3 separate regions of the Zea mays genome follow, and regions 1 and 3 are each linked to region 2. The links are chromatin contacts, called in public Hi-C maps. All regions are on one chromosome and are shown on one strand. Each heading gives the region's core, a stretch centred on a gene start, on an enhancer-like site or on the middle of the called end of the contact. The rest is flanking DNA. Distances are from core to core; before and after follow the strand shown.

What was found. A called contact is a pair of places that touch in the nucleus more often than the background predicts.
Region 1: a Hi-C map of ear shows a contact between it and region 2, with 4 times the contacts expected there. The contact joins the promoter of LOC100193986 here to the promoter of LOC100275703 in region 2. A contact is called at or near these places in 3 of 25 Hi-C or Micro-C datasets (ear, leaf and tassel).
Region 3: a Hi-C map of leaf shows a contact between it and region 2, with 10 times the contacts expected there. The contact joins the promoter of LOC100281341 here to the promoter of LOC100275703 in region 2. A contact is called at or near these places in 4 of 25 Hi-C or Micro-C datasets (ear, leaf and tassel).

The regions. Positions count from the first base shown.
Region 1 is chr9:138,830,042-138,832,741 of Zm-B73-REFERENCE-NAM-5.0, reverse strand. It overlaps LOC100193986 (putative thioredoxin superfamily protein), which reads right to left and starts at 1,441. Exons shown (of 4, transcript NM_001139052.1): 1 at 1,151-1,441; 2 at 653-835; 3 at 390-554. The coding sequence starts at 1,381.
Region 2 is chr9:138,998,863-139,001,562 of Zm-B73-REFERENCE-NAM-5.0, reverse strand. It overlaps LOC100275703 (putative RING zinc finger domain superfamily protein), which reads right to left and starts at 1,308. Exons shown (of 4, transcript NM_001149728.1): 1 at 1,175-1,308; 2 at 1-469. The coding sequence starts at 286. LOC109942206 (a long non-coding RNA gene) reads left to right here and starts at 1,369. Exons shown (of 2, transcript XR_002264828.3): 1 at 1,369-1,823; 2 at 1,925-2,118.
Region 3 is chr9:138,759,189-138,761,888 of Zm-B73-REFERENCE-NAM-5.0, reverse strand. It overlaps LOC100281341, which reads right to left and starts at 1,362. Exons shown (of 3, transcript NM_001154259.2): 1 at 995-1,362; 2 at 572-849; 3 at 1-404. The coding sequence starts at 1,199.

The sequences.
Region 1 (2,700 bases), core at 192-2,691, 170 kb after region 2:
GACTCGGCCGTGCGCCACTCTCGGCGCCTAGGTGAGTCTTTGCAGAGTAGGTAGCTTGACCCGGCTCGTTAGTGACGGGAGGACATGGTTCAGGGTTTTCTGGTTGGGACCCTTGCCACAGACCTTCTATTAAGAAAATACCGCGAGGGTGGTGTTACCCTCCCCGCCAGCCGAGTTTTTTTTACAAACTAAACAGAGTCCAAAACTGAAGTTGAGTCGTCAACAAGCTCTACCCGAATTCACAACTTTCTGACTCCATACATTTTAGATCTGAGAGGGTGACTATAATTATGTACTAGTGTTCAATAAAGGTCATTTTGGATATGTTGCATGTTATTGAGGACATACCAATAATCATACGAACAGAAGAAACATGGACATGATCTTACAGTTGCGTTTGTACAGCTGAAGCTGCAGAGTCGTCCCTGTGCTCCTCTGTAGAATCTGAAGAAGGGTAGCACATGGACACGAAGGCTGTAGCACATAGACTTGTGCTCCTCGTAGTTCACTTGCAAGAACAGCACATCAGGGTTCCGCTCCGCAAATTGGCAAATCTGCACGAAATAGATTCCTAAGGAAACCCAGTCTTCAAAAGTTCTCGGATATATGAAGAATATCATGCAACGTGCATACGGTATACTTTTCCCCTCACCTTCGGGTGAAGAGCACGGCAGCCGCCGCAGCCAGGGGAGAAGAAGTCGACGACGACGAGCCTCTCGCCGGCGTTGGTTAAGGAATCTACAAGGTCTTGGGCGGACTCGATCTCACGCATGTTGGGCTGCAACCCCTTCTCCCACCACCTCATTGATTTCCCAATCGCAAGGTTCATGTTCATCTGATGAGGAACCGAACAAACAAAAAGGTAGATCTATTATTAGTGTTCCCAAGTCCTCGTCGTTCCAGTTTCTTTTTTATTTTTAGATGAAAATCCAGTTTCTTTTTTATTTCTAGAATTAAAAGCTCGGGATATCAAAGAAAACTCCCTCGGGGTGGTCAAACGAACTAGAAAACTAAAAATGGTTTTCGGAAGGGATGAAAACTAAATTGATCGCAAAAACATGGAAGAAAAAAAATTAAGATACACGTGAACTACGAGAAAGAAGTCTCGCAGGGAACGCATGATAACTAGCACTCCTGAATCCATATTCACCTGCACCGGCGAGGCGGAGAAACTCCGGGACGCGGGCCTGGATCTCCTCGTCCCCAAGGCTAGCCTCACGCCAGGAAACGCGTTCTTCCTCCAGGAGCCCCCGATCCGCACCGCCGACGGCGTCATCTGCGCCGCCACGGCATCCCTCCGCCTGCCCAAGAGGCCCGGCACCGCTCGATTGCCGCACGGCGACACCACGCTCCCCTTCGCGACCACCTGCGCCGCCGCCATCGCCAAATCGCGCTCGAAGATGGTATGAAGAGCTCGCCAGGAGACACAAGAGGGATCACGGCGCCAGAGAGAAGAAGAGGAATGGAAGATTGCGGAAGCGGCGAAGAAAAGTAGCTCCTTTTAAAAAAGGAGGCCCACACGGATAAGGTAAACCGGATTACCGGAGTGAAAAATCGCCGCGTCTTTTTTCCCCGCTAATTATCTCTCCAAGAACTACTGAAGGTCGTCCGATGCACCTCACAGTCTTCCTTTGCTCGCCACGTGGGCTTCAAACTCTTCAATTTTCTCCCCTGCTGGCTGTAAGAAATTCTGGAATGGATATATTCTGGATAAGAATAAGAAACGGTTGTGGGGCTCACATGTCACGCAGGCGTGGGGATCGGGAGGCGCGCGTGGTGCGCTCAGCCGCGAGGACTCGTGGCAGAAGTGTAATCTTTTGGTCAAGGATGCGGAGGTGCGGCATCCCACTCGGAGTCCGAGGAAGTGACACAATGCAACGACTTGCCACGGCATACACTTGATACACATAACGAATAAATTTAAAATTAAAGTAAACATTAACAGTTAACACTCATGTTTGATATCTATAGAATTAAATTTAGTATTAAATTAAACATAGTCTATAATAAACTGATAAGAATAAATATTACGCTTTATTTTAGTCAAAAAAACGGAAAAAATATGAGTTGAAAAAGATATTGTATTGATCTCTTTTTTATAGCTCGCTCAATAGCTCGTCCTCTTTTAGCCCTTTTAGCAAAGGAGCAGATCTTATGTGGAACTATTATGTTGTATATGACTTTCTATCATATTGGGTTTGAGTGGTTTCTCATGCTTCATCTATGCGTAGACCAGAAACAGGGAGAGTAACATATCTATGCACTTCACATGTGAGGTATGATGCATAAAACTCGTGCTTTGAAAGAGTAAAGATTTACAATTTTGTGTTCCAGTTTCTAAGATCCCATAAGTCAAATTTGTGTATTCATCTACTAGTCTTATGTTATGGAAGTCATTTCATCCGATAATGGATGGTAAATAGGCTCTAGATTTTATACTATAAAATCTAAGTATTGAATCGGATTAGGATGGGGCTCTATTTTTAACTAAAATTAATTAAATGTCCTAACTTATTGTAAATAAATATTTGGATCATGACCCATTACCAACCCTACATTCCTCGCACTTTTTATTTAGTTTAAGTTGTTAGCTTGTTTTAATATCTTAAAAATCATAAAACTCTTGTTAAGATTTGTTCTTAGTGCTCGTAAGATCAACTAATATCCTATTGTCACAACTGTGCAGTGCTACGTTTTTAT
Region 2 (2,700 bases), core at 59-2,558:
GAGAGGGCGTCCAGCGTGGAGCCTGAAGGCTGTCAGCTGGACTCCCAAAATAAGAAAGTGCTCCATCAGACACAGAATGATGGTGACTGAGGTACTGATCACTGCCAAATGCATTTCTGCTTCCTTTGCTATGGGATGACAATGATGAAACATAAGGTGGGTGATCATGAGGAGCATCATGAACTCTGTGGGGCAATCCATCTGATGAATAACGACAGTCCCATCTCCTTGATGTTGGGGGAGAGAAGCTCGAGTTTATGCGCCAACGAGGCTCAGTAGGATCCATAGAACGATCTCTGCTTGCAGGGTCAGACTTCGTCCCATGTGGCCTAGCGGCCACGCAGCAAAGAGCACCCGTCTTGACTAATTTTGGCAATCACGTGAAGAGACTATTTGCTTATTATGTTTGAGAAGCTTGATTGCAGCAAAGGGGGATTATACACCGAGTGAAGAAAAGGAATAGGGTCACCTGTCCACATAGAAGCATGTCAGTGTTGACAAGAAGATAAGCACGAGAAAATATCATCTGAAGGAAAGACTCCTTTTCAAGGGGGGAGGGGCAATGAACATGCTCATAACTGTTGAACAACTCCATTCACAGCTAGGCCACACCAAACCCCACCCAAAACGCAAATAAAACATATTTATATTATGGATCAAGTGAACTATTAATGCACCATAGAGCTTCTATATACATCATTAAATAAAGCTTCATTTTTTTGGTAATATTGCATTGCCACCACAAGGCCACAACAAATTTGCGTGGGTTAATCTCATCAAATGACACCAACCTAGTTTTATAGGTGGATAAAAGGGAAAGAAATCTACTTCATAATTTTTTCTTCTTCTTGTTCTATTTGCACCAAAATATATCCAGCCCTCTGCGGTCAGTCGGTCAGTGATGCCCCTATCCAACAAGAAATCCACCAGACTAAGAGCTAGTACTTCAGCTCCCAGTCCAATAAACCACCGATCAAATCCACCTAATAACTCGCCCAGTAGAGGGCATGGGTGTGGCGGTGTGCAAATGCAAACCAGATAAATTTTGCAAGAACTCGAAGCTAGTAGATATCTTGTACGTATATACCCGTGGCCAGATCCGAATAAAAAAAAGTTTAAGCTAGGGTTTGAGATGTTCGGTTGCGCAGAGCAGGATGGGAAGGGTCGGGCATACCTGGTAGGTGCTCGTCGCCGGCGAAGACCTGGCGAAGGACGATAGCACTAGCCCAGTCGTCACCACGAGGAAAGAAAGGGGGATGGGGGAAAGAAAAGCGATAGAGAAAGGTGAACGGGAGAAAGGGAAAAAGGAGAGCAGAGTGAACGCAACGGAACGATACATATTCTACCGCAAACGGGCAGAGGGACGTCGAACGCCCGCGAGGCATCGATCAGGCATCCAGCTCGCTTAGCCCGTCAGAGACGAAGCCCAACACACAGCCCACTTCGCAGCCGCTCGCAGCCTGTACCGTCGCGGCAGTGCGCGGCTCCGCGGGTCTCCTACTCTCCTCCGGTCCTCTCCTCCCCACTCCCCAGTCCGGCAGTCCCCATCCCTCGCCTCGTCCCCCGCATCCTACCGCGTGACCATGCACGACACCAGGAGCTCGGTAGATCACATAGCCGGCGCCCCGTCGGCCGCTTCCAATCTCTCTGTAGAGCGAAGCCTACCGTAACGGTGGATATGCAGATCCTCCTACGATGCATGAATCTTTAGGATCGGCAGAGTTGGCTCCGGTCTGTCTCGCTTGCGATGGTGGTGTCGAACGGTGGCCTCCTGCGTTTGCATGAGGAGAAGCTCCACTCATGGCGTTTATCAGCCCATCCAGGTTTGGATCGTCTTTCTGGATCTAATTACATTCCATTCGACTACTCCCTCTCATGAGAACATCCATCATGACACTACTGACCCATGCTAAACACGATCAAGGTACTCATGAACGGGTACAAGGGCCGATGATTGGAGCAAGAATATATCGATTACAACATGAGATGAATCTTCTCCTTAATGATTGTAAGCATGTCTTTACTACGAATCATCTACTACCTAATGGGGATGTACTACTTGTTCTCAGGTTTGAACTTTGAAGCATAAGCTAATCGAAAGGAGTAATCTGGAGATGACGTGCTGACGTGCAGATTCTGACTACCAAGTTAATGATGAAAACTGTACTGCTCTCAAAGGTTCCCACAACAGTAAAACTAAAAAAATTCGAAGCCTTAAAGCTTATGTCCGACAACAAATGTTCATCGGTTCTAAAATGTCAGATATAAGAGTATTTCTGACAGCCACCGTCGAACATAAATTATTTTCGATGGCCTCTAAGAGCCGATCGATTAAATCGGGTAACGATCGTAACGCGTCCAGAGAACTCCACATGTGGGTCGTCGAACTTAAGTTGTCAGTATGTTCGACGGTTGTCCGTGGACCGTCAGACTTTATACACTTATGTCCGACAGCCACTGCTAGACCGTCGGACATACTAATGAATTATGTGAGGTCAAATTCTTCGAGTTTTTTTTGTTTTATTACCACAACACATATTTTCACAGCCACAAATATCCAGATTCCACAACCACATACATCCAAAAACACATACATTTACAAACACATTCCACGTTCACAACACACATTTTTTCTGATAAACGAACATTCACAACCATAAAGTGTCACAAAGTTTCACACGTCGAACTTATGTGATCGAC
Region 3 (2,700 bases), core at 113-2,612, 240 kb after region 2:
CCCGACACCACCTGCTGCTCCGCCTTGCAGTACCTCCGGATCGCCGGGGGAAGGACGTCGCCGGAGTTCATCGCCGGCAGAGAGAAGTACTGGCTCGAGTAGTAGGACGTCGGGGGCGGCGGCGGCTGGTACTGCATGTGCAGCAGCGCGTGCTCCTCCATCTTGACCGGGAGGTGGCTGTGGCTCGTGCCCGGCGCGCCGGAGGTGGACGCGGGGCCGTTGAAGTCGATCACCTCGTCGACGTCGGCGCCGATGAGGGCCGGCAGCTCGGCGGAGTCGAGGAGCTCGCTGAGGAAGCCCAGCGAGCCGACGCGCTCGAGCTCGCCCGCGCCGGCCGCCGCCATTATTGGCTCGGTCCTCGCCGCCAGCTCCTTGTTGAACACCTTGCACACGGCCCACTCGTCCTGCACGCAACAAACAAACAAACGAAGGCAGCAAGAAAAGAAGAGGATTTAGGCCACCGGCGGACGAAAAAGGGGGGGGGGGGGGGGGGGGGGGGGGGGGGGAGAAAAAGATTTCCAGGGCCGAACGAGCAATTAAACGAGGCGAGAACAGGGGGGGAGGGCCGGACCTTGGCGGAGCGCGGGAGCCGCTCGGGAAGCTTGCCCTCGAGGCGGAACTCGTGCATGACCCAGCCGGTCTTCTCCCCGCGCGGCGCGCGGCCGCGGTAGAAGACGAGCGTCTTCTTCATGCCCACGAGGACGCCGCGGCCCCTGAAGATCTCCTTGTCCTTGCCGGTGGCCTTCCAGTAGCCGGTCTCCGTGGCGCGGTTGGTCCGCGTGCCCGTCGGGTACTTGCGATCCTTGTGGCAGAAGAAGTACCACTCCTTCTCCCCCATCTTGGCCCTGCCTGGAGAAATCCAACGCAAAGTTCCGTCCTTTTTTTGGTTAGGGCATGGTTTCCAGCCGAGAAGTACTACTAGTAGAAGCACAAGGGGAAAAAAGGTGCAGGTTTAGAGCTATGAGGCGTCGATGCAGTAGCAGCAAGTACTAACCTGGCAGGTCCCATGGCTCGCACTTGTTGAGGTCGACCTCGCCGATGACACCGGAGACGAAGCGGTGGTTGAGGGCCTTATGGGCGAGGTAGTGCGAGATGATCTCCTCGTCGGTGGGGTGGAAGCGGAACCCCGGCGGCAGGTCCAGCTGCCCGGCACCCGCATCCTCCACCTCCGCCTGGTTTATCACCGACACCTCAGACATCTCCGCCGCACCGAAAACCAGCAGCTGGCCTCCTTTCCTCCTTCCACACCAAGCCTCCACGATCGGAAGCGGAAATGGCTGCTGCCTCAGGCAGGAAGATAGAGAGAGAGAGAGGGAAGGAGAGGCGTGTGTGAAAGGGATAGAAGGCAAGGGGCTTTGGACTGGAGGAGCGGAGGGCCTGGAGCGGCTTTATATAGGATTGGCGGCCGGTGTGACGGGCCGGGAGCGGAGAGCCGTGGGGAGGCGGCTTGTAGGCGACGGACCCCGTCCGGCGGGGGGCGCCGGGCAGGTTCACTTCTTACCGCCAGGACCAGGAGCTGTGAGTGACTGGCTCCGTAAGCAACTCCAAATTACCTGTCCTAATCCTGATGGCCTGCGGCGGAATATTCACTCGCCCGTTCACAGCTCACACGCGGCAACTATGCGGTCGAGATCTGAAAACCAGAGCTCTGCTTTAAAATATCATCGCAATCTTTAAATACTTCTCTCACCTTTGAAAACGAGTGGGGGAAGCAACTGGGCAGAAGATATTCTCTCTCTCATCCCAGCTCCTTTCCAGAAAATAGTGAGAAATCCAGATTACCATGGGTCCATTGCAGGCGCTACTACCCGTGCCAAATCGCGATCCGTGGCTGTGGTGCTCGCTTCCGTTCGTCCTCTCGTCGCCTCTTTTGGGACACTCTTTGTTCGTTGTCAGCTTGACGCGCGTAACGTCACCCAACGGACCGGTGTGCGGACGCAGCTATAGGTGTACATTTGGGCCGGGCCTGATGGGCCGGCCCGAAGCACGGAAAAAAAAGCACGGCCCAGGCACGGCACGGCCCGAAATAATTTAGTGCCGGGCCGGCACGGCCCGTTATATCGGGCCGGGTTTGGGCCGAGGTCACGGCCCATGGGCGGGCACGAGCACGGCCCGTTTAAGGCAGGCACGAAAAGGCCCATATAGAAGCACGAAAAGACCCATATATTTATTAAAACCACACTTTATTTCGCACTTTCATATACTTGATAAAGAACACAAAGCTAGAGATAATGCTAGTTAGATGTTTTTTTGTATCTTTGAATTAGATTGTGCGATGTAATTTTACTTTTGTTATGAACATTAGACAATAAACTGAACTTACGAACTTTGTATACAGCTGATTATACTCTTTTTCCTTCTAACAAAATGCGAGGTAGTCATTGCATAGCTGTGGTAACTTTAATACAAATATTAAGTTTGATTTTATACAAATTTATTTGTCTTATCTTTTATTTGGTTTATTATTTTTTTGAATTTAGGGCTCTAATATGAATTTTGGGCCAAAAACTGAATTTCGGGCCAAAAATTGAATTTCGGGCCCTAATGTGAATTTCGGGCTTTTATAATTTCGGGCCGCCCGAAATAAGCCCGACACGTTTAAGCAATTACGGGCCGGGCCGTGGGCCGAGGGCTAGGCCCATGGGCCGGCCCGGCACGGCCCGAAATTCAAACGGGCCGGGCCGGCCCGAAATTCAAACA